Regions from separate parts of the Mus musculus genome. Here regions 1, 3 and 4 are each linked to region 2. The links are chromatin contacts, called in public ChIA-PET and promoter capture Hi-C maps. All regions are on one chromosome and are shown on one strand. Each heading gives the region's core, a stretch centred on a gene start, on an enhancer-like site or on the middle of the called end of the contact. The rest is flanking DNA. Distances are from core to core; before and after follow the strand shown. Region 1 has its middle 21 kb from the start of Gm31867. Region 2 holds the start of Mfsd6 (major facilitator superfamily domain containing 6). Region 3 has its middle 69 kb from the start of Gm31955. Region 4 has its middle 35 kb from the start of 1700019D03Rik.

Region 1 (4,577 bases), core at 170-2,669, 450 kb after region 2:
CAGAATTATTGCAAATTGAATCCTCTCTTGGAATGGGGAGACGAGATGAGGCAGCTCTAGTCTGGCTTGACCTTGTGCCCTGTGAGCCCAAAGCTAGAAAGCTGTTTTTGTGGAACTGTCTTTAGTATCTTTCCTCTCCTTACTTCCTATGAACTCTTTCTCTGGCATTCTGTTCAAAGTGCTGTGAACCTTCAGGATCCAGTTTCTGTCTAGAGGGAACAGCTGCAGTGTCAACATATCAGATCTGTAAACCTATATACCATATCATATACCTGATCTCGGACAACTCCCTTTCAAAGGTGAAAAGTGAAATTGGTGAATAACTCTTATAGGACGTATGTGGCATGGGCAGGCTATCCTCAGAGAGTATTCCAAGAGTCTGAAAGATAAGATAAGCAGACAGAGACTAGACTAACTTTTAAATCAGGAAACTCAGGATAGAGGGTTCCAGTTACTGGGAGTGCCAGTACCTGGCAAACACAGAAGTGGATGCTCACAGTCATCTATTGGATGGAACACAGGGCCCCCAATGGAGGAGCTAGAGAAAGCACCCAAGGAGCTGAAGGGTCTGCAACTCTATAGGAGGAACAACAATATGAACTAACCAGTAACTCAGAGATTGGCTTCCCTCTGTCTCCTGAGATTAAAGATGTGTCTGTATTACCAGCTGGGATCACACAGACCTAGAAGACCTTTGGCTATTATCCCTTGCCAAAACAGCCACATTCCTGGATTAAAATTCTCTACAGGATCATATCTTTGTACTATTACCAATTGAAAGACTATTTCCGACAATAGCTGTTTAACAGACATTTCGTGAGTAAATGAATTAATGAATAAATCATTGGGATTACACATTTCTATTGAGTACTTATAGTCGTGGGACACCATGAAGGATGAAGATGGAGTAGCAATCAAAACCTGTGCTTCTATATATGAAAAAGTATGCCTAAGCATTATACCGTCCTTCTGCCTAAGGGGATGAATTTTATATGGATGACTAATTAGACATGTTTACTAACAGTAAAGGGGATGTTATTGCAATGAGTTCTGGGCTCTGACATAATTCGAGAATTAAATATTAATGAGGAAGGAGAGACATCAGGATGGATGAAGGGCATCATTTGAGAAGAACAGAAAAACATAATGGTATGCACGCACATTTGAGGACAAAGAGGGCTAGCTGTAATATGAATTCATGGATTGAATCTGAATTCATAAAACCTCTTGTATATATCAGTGGCATTCTGAGAGGAATTAGAGTCACTCTCACATGATGCTAAAAGTTCTCAGTCTGGGCAAGAAGAGGGGACAAGAGTGTAGTGCTGCTCATAGAAGGTTGTGAAAAGCAGTCAAACAAAGAATAGCCTGGAGGTTTGTTCTAAGGGGTATTCAGCAACCCACGGGACACCTCCTCCGCCTCCTGGCAGAAGCAGAATCCTGCTGCTCCTGTGCCAGCAGAGGCAATGTTTAGCTCTCTTAGCTGAGCTCATCCTCAGGAAAACTAGAAAAGCAGACAGGATTTGCCACCAACCTGTTATAGTTTCTCGTCTTTGTACAGACCCGGGCATCCTCTTCTCTTTTCTCTAATTTCCAGATTTCCTTAATCTCATTTGTTTACGAGGCTCTCTCCCTATCTACAGCTTCCCGTCAGGGCATCCTGACATGCTATTTCCTGGGCCTCAGTCCCTCCTAGTCCTCCCTAGTGACCATGGCACCATGTTTTGTCTCTAGAAAATTTGTTTGACCACTTTGAGCTGGATTGTTAGTGGCTGACAATTGTTTTGACTCCTAGTGTGGTATTTTCCCACATGGGAATTCTTCCAGCCGTTCCAATGGTTTAATCAAAAGGTGAAGTAAATGTTAAATATTAAGTAGAAGAAACTACTTGAAAAGCTTAGTCATATGAAGATTTCCATTTAAAGTGTATGTTAATCCTTTCAAAGATTGAGATTTTTTAACAAATGGATTCCAGGTATATATACATATATCAGTGAAATAAGCAAAGCACACAGTACTTAAAATTTTGTTTTTACTTTTATGATTTTAAAATACCACTGTTTGTATTTTGAGGAGTGCATTTGTCAAAGTAGCTAATCATGTTGATTTTTTTTAAAGACCAGGACAAATATATAATGAGAATTTGGAAGACTGCCCAGTAAGTTTTTTGAGACATGAGTGATGGTGGCTGCTGTATCTTCTATGCTCTTTCTTGACTCTTCCTGACCAGGGCACACCCTGCCCAACCCAGGGTGGATATAAGACAGGTCATTGTTTCGTATTCTAGTGACACAGGAGTCCATTGTGTTCACGGTATTTGGAGAGGGAACCAAGGAAGGCTGCCATGAATTATTAACAGCTGCTCTTCTGAACCTGTTTGAGAGTGTGATGCTGCTTGCTTCCCATGCTCCTGAGACCTCATTCTTCTAGGATATGAGAAAGAAAAAAGGGGCGGTGGGGACAAAAGTGAAAGTAAGCACAGAGAGATGGAAGAGAAATGGAGGCAAGGACCACCACAGTGCTTCTCACTGTCCGTGGGATGGCAACACTGGCAAAGAAAACTTGCCAAGATTTGGCCAGGGATTTGATTGGCAGTGCCTGCTCACTATATTTTCCTTACTTAAAAACAACTGCCTCCAGATTGCATATTTCATCCAATCCCTGATAGAACACACCTTAGGTTTTAAGCATTTGTGGTTTTTTTTCATTGTAAGATAGGGTGCCTTCAGTTCACTTCTTGATCTTGCCTATTATCATGACATTGTAACCACACATACAGAGAGGAGAGAGAGACAGAGACATACAGAAAGACAGACAGACAGAGAGACAGAGACAGACAGAGAGACAGACAGAGAGAACTGGTTATGATCTCTGTTGGGGATGAACCATGCTGACATGGTCAGTGTACTATGGCTCACATTCTGAATACAGCTTGCTGTATATGAAAATAGTTTTATTGTCTTTTAAATAGCTTTGTTGGAACACAGCAGTGCTCATTCACTGATACATCATTCATGGGTCTGGATGATTCCATATAATGACAAAATTAACATAGCCTATATGGTCCTCAAGGCATAAGGTTTTTACTGTTTACAAAAAATGCATTTCTTGCTCTTATATCGTGGGTCACTATATATAAACTGCAGCTGGTCTATGAACTACATCATATGATGTATGTTTACATCAACATTAGGACCCTGCAAGAGAATAGAAGCAAACTATGCCACTGTGTGCTCTGTCTGTTCCAGATGATGTTCTTTTCTGCAGGAAGACTCTCTTGAAGAAGGAGTAGTGTGTGGATTTGCACTCTGGGGTCAGCCCTTGGCCCCTTGTGGATCAGCACTTTTAGTAGCACTGACTTCAGTGTCTCTATAAAACTTTAACTTTCCTTAAGGAAAGTACTTGCTTTCTGACATTTCTGGGCAGTGTGACTCACCAAGGTTTGTGGGACTATGTCTTAGCTTTTGCTGTTTAATAAACTACTCCAAAACTTTGTGACCTAAAACAAACTACAGTTCAGCGATTCAGACTGGGCTCAGCTCGGTGGTTCTGGCCATGACTGGCTCTGCAGGTTTTCAGCTGGGCTTGTTCATTCATTCGTGGTCAGTTGGCAGTCTGTCTGGGGCTAGAGGGGTAAGAGGCCGTAACTAGTATAGCTTTCTGCTCCACGTGGCCTCCCTCAGTGATCAGACCAGGCTGGACAGGAGCTTCGGGGAAAAGCATCTGTGTGGTCCTTGAGAGGCTACCTTTGACACTTGCAAAATGTCACCTCCTTCACATTCTTAGACAATGCAAACTACAAAGGCAGACCACTTATCTTTGGGATAGGAAAACAGACTCCACTTCTTCATGGGATCACATTCTATGCAACCCAGGGAGGGAAGGAGTCAAATTATTGCCACTCTTTAGTCCTTCCTTCTTTTTAAACTTTGGCCAACAGTGGGGAGTTAATTCGAGAGGTAGATCCTAGCTTTACAGACTTTTGTGGGGGTTCCTGCGCATTCTGGTGTGCATCCTGGTACTGCTCAGTTAACTTGACCTAAGTTTGGAATTACATGGGAGCTTGATTAGACAGCAACACCCAAAGCCAAGCATTTAGTTTAGGGCTACAAGGTGCAAACTGAGCTGCTGGAGTCTAGTGGTCCTGTCCTGCCCCCACAAAATTCAGTCTTTATTATACAAGGAACTATAGCATCACAGATCACATGCTAAGCATGTCTATAGTTGCATGCTCAAGAGAAGGTTGACAAGGCTTACTTTAATGACCATAGTCTCTGTACAGGGAGTGGACAACATATTTCAAAGATGTGAACAGAGGATTCTAAATTATAAATAATATCTCTATGGTCCTGGCCATGTCCTCTCCCATTATCTGTAGGTATGTGTTTAGTACTTGTTTCTGCAAAATCATTATGGTTTATTTTAAAATCTTCATTTGGGAAGGAGAAAGGGACAGCTGAGGGATAACAGATGATGGGTAGAGATTGTGTAACTCACTCACTTTGTCATACCTGGATTTATTTTGAGCTCAGTGCATTCGCTCAGGGACATTGAGCTCACAAACTACTTCTTTATGA
Region 2 (5,278 bases), core at 1,457-3,956:
AGGAAAATTAAAACACAAATAAGGTATGCAAAGGCATATGGCCAGAGAGGGAGAGGAAAATCAAATCACTGGCCTTGGAGAAGGATCACAGTTGCAGCGACTACTTTTATAAGAATAAAATCCTCATACCTCCATGTGTAAGCATACATGTTCATGAGTATTTAAATGAGCAAGACCGAATGACTGATTAAGAGCCATGGGTGGATGCTAATCTGTGTAGGGTCAGTGCAGAGCCTGTCATTTGCTAGTGGTATGCACAGGTCTCCTTGTTTGTAAAATAGGATAATTGTTACCCTGTCTACATGTGAATGCTATGGCGATTATGTGAATAAATAAAATTGAATGCACATTGAGCCAGGCATGTAGTAAATCCTGGGTGTGAGGGATCTTTTTTTTAAGTATTGCTACTTGCTACAATGTATTTATCTTACTACTTAAGAACAAACAATTCTTCCAAAGGAAATAACAGAAACAAGAATTAAGAGGAGGACAAATGAAATTAAAACAGAAGAAATTAGAAATTTTCTGAGATAAAGTAAATGGAGCACACACAGGGTGACTACAAAGGAAAAGTTTGAAGAACCAAGTGGGCACAAAATATTTTGATGACAAAATATTCGCAAGGCAGCAACATTCAGGAAGTTGCCTAATTATCAAGCGCTGGTGACATGTATGAAGGCTGCATTTTCTGTCTGAGAAATGTAGATAAAATCCACAGCTACTCACCACATCAACATGTGATCTTCAACAATAACTAACCAGGGACTTGCTCCTCTGTGCACCATAGAGCACGTACATGCTATATCTGATTTCCACCTACTGTCTGTTACCAGTCCCTCTTCTGCAACCTCACCTCTGGTTTGCGGCAGCTGGGAAGAATGGTACAGCTGAGACTGGGCAACTATGAGTCTTTCATGAAACACTCCACCTGCTTTAACTATCCTGTAAGTGTTAGCCTGGCCCTTCCCTCTGGTTTCTTGCCAGGTGATTTCAACATCTATCTTTTCAAGTCTTTCTGGGGAATGTTCTCTGGGACAGCCTAACTGGCCATGTATCTGGAGGCTAATTTCCCATATCACACAGACTGGACCCTACAGAAGGGTAAAAAAAGTGTATGTGACAATGGTGTTGAGTGACAGATCATGTTTGCTTCACGCATATTTATGTTTTAAAGAGATTTTTATATTATTTTTAAAATTATAAGAAATTTAAATAAGACCCAGGAGATACTGTAAAAACTGATAAGTTAAAAGCATTATGGTTGTGGGGTGGGGGTGGGGAATCCCTGCTCTTACAAAGCCAGTTTGCTTTCTGTAGGTCAAACATTAGCCCCTCTTCCCAGGTCCTTTTTCCTACAAAACCTCTCCTCTCACACTTGATACAGTAGGATCTTCAGGCACTTTGTTCTCTCTCTCTCTCTCTCTCTCTCTCTCTCTCTCTCTCTCTCTCTCTCTCTCTCTGTCTCTCTCTCTCTCATTTCCTTAATGCATGGACAGATCAGGAGAATGCTTGCTTTCTTTTTCACTTCCGTACTGGCTGGACAGATCAGGAGAATGTTGTCTTTCATGATAGCCCAACTGGGAACTTGAAGAGCTTTTCATTTCCACACAATGAGGGATCCAGCTGTCTCCAGGTCACACCAGAGCAGATATGTCATCCTTTGTACAAATCACCTTTATAATTTTCCTCTGAAACGCTAGCAGATACCGTCTTTGTTTAACTTCCACGTCTCAACATTTCAAGTGGTCTGTAATAAGGCGTATTGACTGCAGAAACTGTCCCTGGAAACGGGGGCTGAGCATCCAGCAACTGTATATTTATACTTTTTCATAAAGAAGGGCTTCACAATTTGAAGCGTCAGGGCCTATAAAGTGCTCTTTAGTAATGTCTTATGATGCAGAGCCTGGATTTTCTTCTACTTGTTTGTAATTTTGAACCTAGTTAACTTTCAGTCTCGTTTTGTAGCTGTAACAATAGATTAACATTGCTTACATCTATAGGATTCAATGGTATGTAAACAATGCTTCCCATGTAAGAAACGAATGTTCCTAAATGTTAGCTGTCATTATTGCTGGCTCTGGATTCTCTGCTCCCCATCACAGGCACGCACATACCCTTGTCAAACCAAACCTGTATACAATCTACTTGCTATCTGAATTTAACAAATGATACAGCTTAATTCTTAGAGTAACACCTGTGCTCAGGTCACTTCTTCATTAAGGTGCCATGTTCAGATGCTGTCTGGGTTCCAGAAGCTCCTGGAGCGAGCACTGTCTTTCTCCTAGCTGTTGTCTGCGGGGTCACCCGAGGACAGTTTACCAAGGTTGTGCCTAGAACCAGACAGCATGCATCTCATCAGCAGAGTTAGCTTTGAGGGTGGCACCTATTAAGTTCTGGAAAACTGATGGCTGTCACCACCCCTAGACCAGGTTGTTATTTACTTTGGGCTTCAAGTTCTTTCCAACACCCCATCAGAGATTAGGGAGTAAAACACCGCTCAGCCCGAGCGCAATGGGGTGTGGCGGAACGGGGATGGGGCATCGCCCACCTCTTCACTCTTTAGAATATGTCACGGCAGCCGGGGCTGGATACCGGGTCCCCCGGGCGGCCCCAGAGGGCGGGAGGCCGAGAGGAGGCGGCGGACGCATCCGCCGCCGCAGGAGGCGGAGCGCTGCACCTGGCGCCCGGTTCTCCAGCTCAGCCCTGAAACGGGTCCAGCCGGTCGGGAGCGAAGGCGGCGGCAGCGAGGCCAGGCCTGGGACCAAAGCGGCGAGGAGGAGCGGACAGAGGGGTTGCGCCGGACTGCGCCGGGCCAGCGCCATCGCTCGCCCCACCCGGCTTGCATCCAGCCGTCGCGCCCGCCGCACCCCCGGGAGAGGAGCTAGCCACCCAACCGACATGCGGCGCTCTGGCCTGCCCGCCGCCGCCCCGGCGCCCCGAGCGGCCGCCCCGCACCCCGGGGACAGGGCTCCCCGCGCCTCGCGCAGCTGAGCGCCTCCAGGTGAGTGGGTCGGCGCCGCCCCGGGGCCCCGGATCCTCCTCCGTGCACCTGCTGCGGGGTGGGCGCCGCCCCGGCCCGGGGCCTCCGAGCCTATCCCGCCCTCCCGGGTGCCGCCTGTCATCTCGGGGTGCAGGACAGCGGCGTCCCCCGCGCCCGCAGCACTTCCGCAAACGTAATTGGAGTCGGGAAAACAAAGGCGCTGCCCGGGAGCCCTTGGCCGCCGCCCGCCCGCAGCTGCTGCAGAAGGTGGGGGGCGCGGGTGGGCCCCGCGGGCCCAAGCCTGTCAGAGTCCGGTCCCGGCGTCGCCTTGGAGGTAAACATCCCCGGGAGAGAGGGGGAGGCGAGCTTGTCTTCATGGCCCTTGACAGTGTCCCCCTGTGTAGCAGGAGGAAACTGACATTGTCTGCCTCCCCCGTGGAAACAAATACAGGGGGCGGTACACCTCTTCCCGGGCTGCTACCTCCTTAGGAGAAATGTCCTACGGTGTGCGTGCGCGCTGAGCACTGAGCTTCAACTCAGGCTTGGGTCCCTCGCTTCACAGAGACTACCAGGTAGAGGAAAGATTCAGATGTAGCCCCTCCTCCTCCCTTTGCCCCTCCCCACGTGGTCTTGCCCGTGGATTACCACCCTTAAGTCTGGCACACTGTGCGTTTTGATTCTCCCACACGCCTGCGAAACCACAAACATTCCCTTTCATCAAAAAAAAAAAAAATTAATAAGCATGCCTACACCCACTGGGACATATAATACCTGCCAATCCATCGTAGAAATAACCTTGTGGAGTTGAAGTTTCAACTCCCAACCAGTGTCTAAGTAGTTTTGTGTCCTTTGGTTGTTGTTACATCATCCCAGGCTGCAGTTTTCTCACACAGAGAAAAAAGATGGATACAAGATGATAGTAATCCAGTCAAATCTCCTTTAACCTTGCTGGAGGTTCACGATGTTGTGTGTAGTTGTGTGTGATATTGTGTGTGATATTAGGTGTAGTTGAAAGTAGGCAGCATACAGTTTATGTGCTACCAGCAGCACTGTAAAAGAGAACATTGGGTAGGTCCATGTTCTGCACAGAGCATTGCTTCCTTGAGACCAGGCCCTAGCCAGCTAAAAGTGTATGCATTATTGATGCCCTTATGAAGAAAAGGAGGAGGATAAAATCCTTTGCATTGGGAAGCTTGGCTCTGACACCCAATACTTGTCATTAGCATATGTGGAAGATTTTTTCATTTGATTGGTGATGAGTAAGGGTGATTGGGCGTTTTTCACAGGTTGTGAGTAAAAATTCACAATATTAAAAAAAATTGCTTAGGAAAAGGTTGAAACATTGTTACTACAATGCAAGACACATCTGGAAAGAAAAAGGGGTCTAATTTTAAAAAAATGAATTAAAACTATTAAATATTTTACAGTTTTCCAGGCTATCTATCAAGGTAAATATAAAACAAGAAGGTAGACTAAAACAGAAACAAAACAGTACATGTCTGGTGGTCTGGGTATTGAGTCATCACCAATTCTATGCAACATATATACATACATATACATAATACACACATATACATATATGCACATATTTATATCTATTATAATATATAGTACATGTGTGTCTATATATAAATAATATATATGTTAAAATACACACACACACATATATATGTATATATATATATAAAACTTCTGCATTATCTTATAGTAATATGGCACTTTTGGAATTCTTATGTTTTTAAAGGCACCATTCTGGAGCTAGTTTCCAAATCCCTGTACCAATGTCTAATTTTATGCACCATGAAAAAGAAGCTCAGAGAAATTATGCAACTTAGACCACCCACATATTCAATAAGAGGTGGAGTTAGAATTGACCTATCCCGCTGGCCCCAAAGCAAGCCCAGGAAGCTTCCAGAAGGTTCCTCCAGATAGGGACCTATCCCTTCTCCACCACAGTGAAGCTTTTCCTTTGCTTCTTGCCTTTGAAAATTAACTTTGTTTCAACATGTGTGCATTACACATGCTAGCATTTCTCCATGCAGAATCGTCTACATATTGATGATGTATATAAATTAGAGGATTTATAATATTTTTACCCATTTATTCTTACATTTTTGAACTTACAAGAAATGTAAAACTAAGTGCCAAATATGAGTTGAGTATTAGACCAATACTGGGGTAATTTTTCTTTTGACCTTAGAAAGTTAGATTTAGGTTTAAAAAAATTGGAAAAGTGTGTGTTCTTTTATTATATAAATTAAAAAGGGAAAAGGAGAAAGGAAAAAAAATATCACTGAA
Region 3 (4,738 bases), core at 1,096-3,595, 350 kb after region 2:
CTATAGCAGCAATAAATGGGTCGATACAATAATTTTCTCTGGATGAAGAGTCTCATGCAGCTTTGCAGTCTCTCTTACCTTGTAAGAAAACTCCTAGTTTCCCGGGGTGAAGATGTACAGAATGCTAAGGGGCATTATTCTGTGTATTGTCTTCCCTTAGAAAATAAACTGAATGAGCCTGTGAACCACAGCCCTCAGAGAGGTTAAGTCATGCAACTGGAAGAGAAGGAGGTTGCTTTCCCTCCAGAAGAGGTAATCCAAAGACAAACCAGGTTGTTTTGTTTTGGGTTTGGGTGGTGGTAATGGTGGTGGAGGATTGTGGGGGCACTGAGAATTGAATAGTTGGGGTCCTGTGAAAGCTAGCAAGTGCTGTGCTACTGAGCTATCTTCTCAACCCAAAGAAATCTTATGATGTAAAATCCAGATGTCTAAGATGTAGGCTAGGAAATAAATGTCAGTGCTGAAAGGGTACCAATACTGGCATGAGACATTTTATCTTTTACATGTAAAGTATTTTATACGTGGTAACAGCTTCAAGGCTGATGATAATCTGAGTCTATTTAAAGGTGTATCTCAATCTTTGGGTATTCTTATGTATGACAAAAGTAGTTACCATGATCAAGCAAGCTAACGTAATACTCACCTCCCATCTCATAGCACTTATCATAGAAATGCCAGCAGAGAATAAACATGATGAAAAAGTAGAAAACCTAAGCAAAAAATAAAACAAAACAAAAAAGATATTGAAAAAGGAACTAAATGGAGCATTTGGAATTAAAGCACATCTGTGTGAGGAAGCGGTTGGCGAGCATTCTGCCTAATGATTTTCCTCTTTCTACTTTAGTATTGTATTTATTTTATTTTGTTCATGTTTTTTCTTTCTTTTCAGGGATAGAGAACAAACTCAGGGTACTAAACATTCCTGTTTTTCATCGGGAAGGAAAGACTCTTATCAGAGCCACTCACATGCTATTTTCTGTTAAGACTCTGTGGTCAGCAGAAATTGAAGAATCAACTATGATTAAGAAGAGACCAGAATTTCTAAAGTGAAACCTTTACTTCGCTGGGACAATTGATGCTAGTTTGCTGGAGCTAAGAAATTAGCAGTGTTCTCTTCACTTTCTGTTGTTATGATAAGACATCTGAACAAAAGCAGTTTGGGAAAAGAAAGGGTTTATCTGGTTTACAATTCCAGGTCATAGCTCATCCTGAGAGAAGCTGAGCAGGAACTTGAAGGTGTTGAGTTCAGGGTAGAAGCTGAGAAAACTCACTTCAGAGACAGAAGCTTAAAATGAAGGCTTTATTTTCTGTTGTGCAGAAGGGTGGTCAGTTCCGGATCTGAACCTCAGAGATTGTACAACCTTTTTAAAGGACGGGGAACACAAAGTAAGGGAGAAGGAGGAAGGAGCTGTTGTGTTGACCAATCATATTTTGACAAGAGGTTAAACGAGGAGGTTAACATTGGTGACCTGGTTTCAGGGTCCTTGAGTCAGCTTTTGCAGCCAAGACCCCTCCTGGCTGGACCTGGAATCTAGAGTGATAAAGGAACAACAAGCAGCGTGTAGTCAATGGAACCAAGAGACCCAGAATCCAGAATGATAAAGGAACGAAGGAGTGAGCAAGCTAAACACAGTCAACTAAGTCGAGACAGGCAGCACATTTATAACTTGTGTGCCTTAGTTTAGACAACAGGAAACCAGCATCTTCTCTCTTAACACCCTTTAATGTTTAACAGACAAACATGAAACATCTGAAGAAGTAGGTTCTAAGTTGATTCCAAGGCCTGGGGACATGAACTCAGTCGTTGCTCTAGCAGCAAGGAGGAATTTGTTCCTGAGATGGCTGAACTCAGGCAGCCGTCTCCTGGTAAAGGCGTTTCAGCTTTGTATTCCCCACAGCACTATTTCTGTTCAAGAAGTACCACAGGAACTATGTAGATTACAGCAATGTAGCTTTCTTATACAGCTCAAGACAACCTGTAGCAGGTTCTGCCCAACACACCTATGCCTGGACCCTCCTACATCAAGCAAAATTAAAGCAATTCCCCAAAGACATGCCCATAGGCCAGTGTGATTTAAACAATTGCTCGATTGAGGCTCTAGGCTGTGTCAAATTAACAGTTAAAGCTAACCAGGACAAATGGGCTCAACAGCAAGACAAAGATGACAAAAGAACAAAAACAAAGAAATATAGAAACAACCAATATAACTATCAGAGACAAAAAGGACTTGTGGGGGGAAAAAAAGTCAGGCCTGGTGGCTTACACCTTTGAGGCTGGGGTGGGAAGAAGACCATAATAGTGAATTCCAGAGCAGCCTTGCTGCACAGTGTACCTCAATTGAGAAAATGTTCCACCCTCAGATTTCCTGTAAGCAAGCCTCTGGGGCAGTTTCTTGATAAGTGATTGATGTGGGTGTCTTCGGGTTTTTCTTGCTGCAAACAGACATCATAACAACAACTCTTATAAAAGAAAAGAGTTCATTGGGACTATCTTACAGTTCAGAGGTGTAGTCAGTTATCCTCATGACGGGACAGCACATCAGCAGACATGGTAGTGGAGAAGGAGCTGAGGGTTCTACATCTGGATCAGATGGCAGCAGGAAGAGACATTGCTATGCTGGTCCTGGCTTGAGATGCTGAGACCTCAAAGTCTCTCCCCCCGATGCCCCCCATGACACACTTTCTCCAGCAAAGCTACACCTACTCCAACAAGACCACCTCTCCTAATAGTGCCACTCCCTATGAGCCTGTGAGGGCCATTTTCTTTTAAACCTCTGTAGTGGGAGAGCCTTACAGTTGGATCTCATATCCCAAAGTGTGGTGTCACCCCTGGACAGATGAGAAGACACGCTGGGTAAACCTGGGGGAGGAAGCAAGGAAATGGGATCCCTCCAACATCCCTGCTTCAGTTCCTGCTGCCTGGTTTCTGTCCCAACTTCTCTCCAGGATGGACCATAAATTCTTACACTGAAATAATCTTCTCCTCCGCAAGTCACTCTTGGTCATGGTGTTGTTTTATTGTATGAATAAAAACAAACTAAAAGAGAAATTGGTACCAGGTTCATGGGATATTTCTGTGAAAGACCTGACCATGTTGTTTAGGGAGTATTGGGGAAGGACTTTTTGAAACTTGAGCTAGGAAAGCCATTGAGTGTTCAGATCTTAATGAATGGTTGTGGGTCCTTAGAAGCATTATCTTCTAAGTTCCCACGGACTCTTATCAGGGCCACTCACATGCCAGTTTCTGTTAAGACTCTGTGATTCTGGTCAGCAGATATGAAAGAATCAACTATGATTAAGAAGAGACCAGAATCCATAAAGTGAAACCTTTACTTCGCTGGGACAATTGATGCTGGGTAACTGGAGCTGACAAATTAGCAGAGTTTAAAAAGAGACTAATATCATTGAGGTGAAGCATTCTGAGAGAATTTCCACAGGGTCAGCACATAGAAGCTGTGGTCCAGAGGGAGCAAGGCTGCATCTCATGTGGGCAGCCAAACTAGGTAATTCATATATTCATAAAAGTCAAGGTTCCAGCAATGTACCTGTGCATCACATTGACAAGTAATCAATTGTGTGGCAGAGTTAGAGTCCCTATTTATGTTTTACATTCTGATATTAATATTGTCGTGTCTTTTGGGGAACAAATGAGAAGTGAAAGTTCTAGTTGAATAGTGATATGTCTGTGTGTCATGTGAGCAAGGAGTCCATTGTGATAACTAGATTTGTGTTTTTAGCTCACTGGAAAAATAAATTCTAACTATTCTTAGTTCATCTCTGACCATAAACAAGGCTGAATGTTATTAAAACCAAGAACCTGACTTACCATGTGTACTGGCTAGTTTTGTGTCAACTTGACACAGCTGGAGTTATCACAGAGAAAGGAGCTTCAGTTGAGGAAAGGCCTCCATGAGATCCAACTGTAAGGCATTTTCTCAATTAGTGATCAAGGGGGAAGGGCCCCTTGTGGGTGGGACCATCCCTGGGCTGGTAGCCTTGGGTTCTATAAGAGAGCAGGCTGAGCAAGCCAGGGGAGGCAAGCCAGTAAGGAACATCCCTCCATGGTCTCTGTATCAGCTCCTGCTTCCTGACCTGCTTGAGTTCCAGTCCTGACTTCCTTTGGTGATGAACAGCAGTATGGAAGTGTAAGCCGAATAAACCCTTTCCTCCCCAACTTGCTCCTTGGTCATGATGTTTGTGCAGGAATAGAAACCCTGACTGAGACACCAGGGAAGCCTCCCAAACCAGCGCCATTCTATCTCAAAGTCCAACCCTAGTTCTGCCTGATCAGCTTGATTATGTGTCTCTAAGAGAATTCATCATGCTTAGGATGCTGGATAATTTCAGACTTAAGAATCCCCACTTCCTTGTTTCTTGTTCATAACTCCACTCTGCAGAACCTAGCAGGGTGTCTGTTTCCACACAGTAGCGCTCACTTTAAGCAATCTGACACATTAGCCTGACTTCTGGGCATCCTGAGCTAGCTGGCCATGTGTTCTGAATGAATAATATCATTTCTAGATATGATCTAGATACGATCCTTAGTCCCCAGTATCAGACACTGAACATCACTGGCATGGTGTTTTCCCTTTCTGTTTTTAAGAGCTTAACTGGGGTAAAATTGACACAGAGTAAACTGTGCATATTTGCCCCAGTATGCTGAACATATTCCCAAATGATTCCTTATGCCCTTCCCAATACTTTTTCCTTCTTTCCCATCTACTTCCAGTCACTAAGT
Region 4 (5,113 bases), core at 2,240-4,739, 260 kb before region 2:
GTCAATGCTCCTGCATATGTAAGTCTTTATAAATACATTGGTTTGAGTTAAAGAACCATAATGGAAAACAAAGGATATAAACTTGGGCCCAGTAACAGACTGAGGGAGACAAAGGTGATGGGAAAAGTTTGGTTTCAGTGCAGATAGTTTTAGTTGCTGACAGGTGAATAGAACACATCAAAGGAATTGCCACACTCTTTATTATAATAATAATAATTATTATTTTATAGGTTTAAATAAGTTACTGATGGTTGGAAAGGACACACACAGAGGAGGCAGGGAGAGAAAGGTACGCACATCTTCCTTTAACTAGAAATACACAGGTTAGTGGGAGCCAGTGGACCACATTTCAGGCAGCAATTTCTGTGGCAATCAGAGCCCTGAAGCAGGACTGTGCAGCTGCTCAGAGTAACTGCACTAAGTCTTTCCAAACTGGAAAAGCTTAATTTGTACTTTTTCAGATTGGAAATATATATGATTGTTCGCAACCAGTGCCCTTAGTGGTGTGGGGATTAAGCCATCTGAGACTCCATGGTTCTCAGGTCAAGCTTGGTCGCAAGTGACTTCACTGGTTTATGCAGAATGCCTATGTGTCCAGTCGTCCATGACAGAGGCCCCGAGTTCCAGGGAAATTTGTTGTTCTTAACCTCAGAACGCCTTCCTCTAGCTTCATCCTGTTTCACCCTTCAGCCCCATGTCCCCAGATTACTACCCAGAGCCTCAAGCCAGAGCGAAGAGCAGTGTGTTTGTGCCAATGAGTCTTGGACAAGATGAGTATTTGTACATACTGCAGAGATGTCAAACACCCTAGCACTATGCAGACTGCGCTCTCACACTAAAGTACATATGAAATGATACCAGGTCACTTCAGCCACTGGAGATCTGTAAGAAGAGATTACGTTCAAGTAGTAGAACATCTGTGTAAACCTAATCTGAATCCATTCCAGAGAAGTTGCTTGTAAATCCACTTGTATTTTTCTAAGATTGTACCGGAAATACTTTTGTTAACCTTTTTTTTTTTTTTTTTCTGAGATGGGGTTTCTCTGTGGAGCCCTGGCTGTCCTAGAACTAGTTCCTTAGTCCAGGAAGGCCTTGAACTCACAGAAATCAGTCTACCTTTGCTTCTTGAGTGCTGTGATTAAAGCCTCTACCACCCAGCCTTGTTTTAACTTTCCCTTCTCTGGACTCTCCCCCACAGGCCTGGGAGGCCACAGGTCTACACACTGCTGAGAGCAAGGGAGATTGTTGCATGTGATACATGAAGGCTTCATTTAACAGCCAATTACTTTATGAGAAATTTTTTAAAAGCAAATACCTAAGATATAGAGTTTGTGCACATATATTTATGTAAAACAGCAAGAAAACTTATCAAAACTTCGGAGAACAGTTCAAGTAACATTCACAGTGGAAAAATGAGGAGGCAGTGGTCAGTCTGAAGTGCAGAATACAGTTTTCTCTTTCGAAGAAGGAAGTTCTGCTTCTCAGTGTGGGTAAGCAGCTTCATCGTGCTCAGTTTAGATCTAAACTATGTATTAAGGACTTGGTTTCTAGGGAGGAGCTTTAACAGACCCAGCCCAGTGAGGTGTCGTTAGGTCACTGGGAGCATGCCCTGTGAGGAGGGTGGTGAGACCCTGGCATTTTCCCTGGCTTGTATTTTTTCCAAGCTTTACTTGAAAAGGAGTGCAGACATCCCGAATAATGTTCTCTAAGACTCCCATGCAATTGGGATTCTATTTCTCTTCTGAAGAAGACATACCCCCACTGGAACTTCAGTCACTGTAACAAATACCCTGGAATCATCAACTTATAATGAAAGAGAATTTACTAGACATACAGCGCTGGAGGTTTTAGACCATGATTGACTGGCCTCGGCAGGAGTGTGATCCACCCAGATGCCAAAAAATGAACCAAATCCACTGAGATGCCAAAAAGTACCAAATCTTCTGAGATCGCTCCCCACCCACAAATAGCCGATTGGTCTAAAAAACATAAAGTGCTTAAAATGTACAGAAAATATTTTACGTGAAATTAAGCCTGGTAATAGTCAAAGTGGTTATTTAGTTACAGATGAATTGATCATATATATATATATATATATATATATATATATATATATATATATATGATGTATATAAGTATATTCTGAAACTATAGAATCTGTGTGTAATCTGTTGTCCTTATCCAAGAAAGGAACTAAGGAGTTAAAATGTGGAGGGTGTCATGAGATGGCTCTGGAGTTCCCCCATGCTGCCTCTGCTGGGATTGGCCATGTGACCTAGAAACCTGTGGGAGTTAGGATATTTCAACTGTACAAATAATGCATAGTTATGATTCTCACATGGCTTTAGAGAGTGCCTCAGTTGTACTACAGTCACTAATACACACATTACCTGTCACAGATACCTAGTTTTTTTATATATTGCTAAATATATAAATATATTTACAGGATACATATATGCACTCACATACTCCATGCACACAGGTTTTGTGATACATGTGCTGCAAAACAAGCCAAATAAGCTAAGACCTCAGTATAAACTCACACAGCAAAGCAAGTGTTCTAATAACATAAGCACTGAAGCTTGGCAAGCCCATCCTAAGACTAGCTGTAGCTTTTCAATATTTCCATCCACATCTTGTGGGCATGCCACTCGGTGGATGCTGGTGTTTATGCATGACATCTCCTAGAGTTGTGCCGAAAAGAGCTGGCATATATGCAGTTCTGTTTCTGAACATGGGCATTCATCTTTTAACCTAAGGACACAAGGATATCTGCATCAGTCATCACAGTGGCAGTCCGGTTTCTCATAATGTTCTGCAGTTGGTATGTGCTACTTATGGAATCAATCTGCATCTATCTTAACTGGCATGGGTTTTGCTTTGGTATAAATCAGTATGTGCATTTGTCTTGTTCTGTAAGAGCTGTAGAGCACTGTTTTACATATCTTGTAATTTAATTAGTCTATTAATTTCAGAGTAACAGTTAACTCTTTGCTCGAGTGTGAGGCTGTATAGTGAAAAGCTATAGTTTCCCTTCTTTTATGCTGAAATTTTTCCATTGGAAATTGAATCCATAAATTATTTTTTATAATTAAAAAATATATAGACAAAATAAAAATGAATTTTAAATATCTTTATACACTGATATAGAAAATGGAAATTATTTTGAGTATCTTTATGACCTGTTTGACTGACACACTCATGTCCAGCCATCAACACGTTTTTAAAAGCCAGTAAATACTTGCTATATGCCAGCAACTAAATTGTCCTCTTTAAATATAAAAGCCCATTTCAGGTTTTTTAGACTTTTTTCTTTAAAACAATCCGTTTTCAATATGAACAACAAAAGGCTGTTCTAAGGTCATGAGAGGAGAGGTGATTCATATATATATATATAGGATATTCTAATTTTAGTACTCGGTAGGGTGCAGCATCTGTCAGAAAAGAGAACAGAGCCATCCTGTGAGCAAGAAACAGAAGCTGACAAGCAAATGAGGAGGCAGGGAGCTGTGTGCTGTGTAATCACCGATATTCTAAAGAGCCTGTGGGCTAACTAGGTCCGGAGAGCATCTCCATAAATAGTCTAGTAGACCAGACTCGCCCCTAGAGGAGACCTTGGAGCTGGAAACACTTGCTCTCTGGGCTTCCTCCTCCTCAGTGCCCTGCCTGCAGACAGTATGGCTTCCCATCTAGCTTGAGAGATGTTCTCTCTGACTGCTAATGTCCTTCCCAGGGCCCTGTTCTACATCCTCGTCCATGTTTGTCTTTTTAGAACCAGCTGGGTTTGGGGGCCTTGGGATATTGGGGGCGAAGCATGAGGCAGTTCCTTGGACCAAATTTTAGACCATCTAAAACCAAGCGAAGTTAAGTGACTTACCCCAAGACACAAAGATTTTACAAACCATTGTGCAGCTTGTAAGATCTTATTTTGTTTCTCACCGTTCCCCTTAACTGTTTTTTTGATTCGATGTTTTCTTTATTTAAATTTCAAATGCTTTCCACTTTTCAGGCAAGTCTTCCCTTTGGAACTCCCCCTTCCCACCCCTTTTCCCCTGCTTCTACAAGAGTGTTCACCCCCACACCCACCCACTCCAGTCCTCCTGCCCTGGCATTCCCCTACACTGGGGCATCGAACACTCTCAAGGCCCAAGGGCCTCTCCTCCCACTGATATCCAACAAGGCCATCCTCTGCCACATATGTGTCCAGTGCCATGGGTTGCTCCACGTGTATTCTTTGGTTGGTGGTCCAGTCTCCGGGAGCTCTAGGGGGTCTGCCCTATTGACACTGTTGCTCCCTCCATGGGGCTGCAAATCCCTGCAGCTCCGTCAGTCCCTTTTCCAACACCTCCATCAGGGACCCCAGAGCTCACTCCAATAGTTGGCTTCAAGCATCCACGTCTGTATTTGTCAGGCTCTGTCAGAACCTCTCAGGGGACAGAAATATCAGACTTCCATCAGCAAGCACTTCCTGGCATTCATAGTAGCGTCCCAGTTTGGTGGATTTATATGGGATGGATTCCCAGGTGGGGCAGTCTCTGGATGGCCTTTCCTTCAGTCTCCACACTTTGTTTCCATATTTCCTCCTGTGAGTATTTTGTTCACCCTTCTAAAAGGCAATGAAGCATCCACATTTTGGTCTTTGTTCTTCTTAGAATCTTTGGTATTCCCAGCTTTTGGGTTAATATCCACTAATCAGTGGATATTACATACCACATGTGTTCTTTTGTGACAGAGTTACTTCACTCAGGTTGATATTTTCAAGTTCTATCCATTTGCTTAAAATTTTTCATGAAGTCATTGTTTTTAATAGCTGAGTAGTAGTACTCCATTGTATAAATGTATCACATTTTCTGTGTCCATTGCTCTGTTGAAGGACATCTGGGTTCTTAACAGCTTCTGGGTATTATAAATATAGCTGTTATAAACATAGTAGAGCATGTGTCCTTATTACATGTTGGAGCATCTTCTGGGTATATGCCCAGGAGTGGTATAGCTAGATCCTCAGAAAATATTATGTCAAGTTTTCTGAGGAACTGCCAGACTGATTTCCAGAGTGGTTGTACCAGTTTGCAATCCCACCAGCACCACCTCTTTCTCCACATCCTTGCCAGTA

Evidence for each region. Promoter capture Hi-C pulls out the DNA fragments that hold promoters and counts their contacts. ChIA-PET counts read pairs in DNA pulled down with a chosen protein or histone mark.
Region 1: a contact with region 2 is called in a promoter capture Hi-C map of hippocampal neurons, with 4 times the contacts expected there. The contact joins the enhancer-like site here to the promoter of Mfsd6 in region 2. A contact is called at or near these places in 11 of 39 promoter capture datasets (the 3T3-L1 cell line, the C10 cell line, cranial neural crest and 7 more), 1 of 484 Hi-C or Micro-C datasets (the G1E-ER4 cell line), 6 of 115 datasets of contacts at active chromatin or transcription factors (embryonic forebrain, embryonic stem cells, extraembryonic endoderm stem cells and 2 more) and 1 of 9 other capture datasets (macrophages).
Region 3: an RNA polymerase II ChIA-PET map of effector CD8 T cells shows a contact between it and region 2, with 5 read pairs. The contact joins the enhancer-like site here to the promoter of Mfsd6 in region 2. A contact is called at or near these places in 10 of 39 promoter capture datasets (the 3T3-L1 cell line, 3T3-L1-derived adipocytes, the C10 cell line and 6 more) and 3 of 115 datasets of contacts at active chromatin or transcription factors (effector CD8 T cells, memory CD8 T cells and stem cell-derived neural progenitor cells).
Region 4: a contact with region 2 is called in a promoter capture Hi-C map of hippocampal neurons, with 2.8 times the contacts expected there. The contact joins the enhancer-like site here to the promoter of Mfsd6 in region 2. A contact is called at or near these places in 9 of 39 promoter capture datasets (the 3T3-L1 cell line, 3T3-L1-derived adipocytes, the C10 cell line and 5 more).

What each region holds. Positions count from the first base shown.
Region 1 is chr1:52,277,248-52,281,824 of GRCm38.p6, reverse strand. No RefSeq gene overlaps it. Among named protein-coding and RNA genes, the nearest start is that of Gm31867, 21 kb to the right of the region's middle. Within about 2 kb of position 1,419, at least 13 of the 459 cell types and tissues checked have an H3K27ac peak or open chromatin away from gene starts, as enhancers often do. A contact at or near this core is called in extraembryonic endoderm stem cells and hippocampal neurons, where this site is marked.
Region 2 is chr1:52,724,746-52,730,023 of GRCm38.p6, reverse strand. Mfsd6 (major facilitator superfamily domain containing 6) reads left to right here and starts at 2,706. Exons shown (of 6, transcript NM_178081.4): 1 at 2,706-3,001.
Region 3 is chr1:52,372,513-52,377,250 of GRCm38.p6, reverse strand. No RefSeq gene overlaps it. Among named protein-coding and RNA genes, the nearest start is that of Gm31955, 69 kb to the right of the region's middle. Within about 2 kb of position 2,345, at least 21 of the 459 cell types and tissues checked have an H3K27ac peak or open chromatin away from gene starts, as enhancers often do. A contact at or near this core is called in effector CD8 T cells and memory CD8 T cells, where this site is marked.
Region 4 is chr1:52,985,282-52,990,394 of GRCm38.p6, reverse strand. It overlaps a transcript of 1700019D03Rik not described here. Among named protein-coding and RNA genes, the nearest start is that of 1700019D03Rik, 35 kb to the right of the region's middle. Within about 2 kb of position 3,489, at least 20 of the 459 cell types and tissues checked have an H3K27ac peak or open chromatin away from gene starts, as enhancers often do. A contact at or near this core is called in hippocampal neurons, where this site is marked.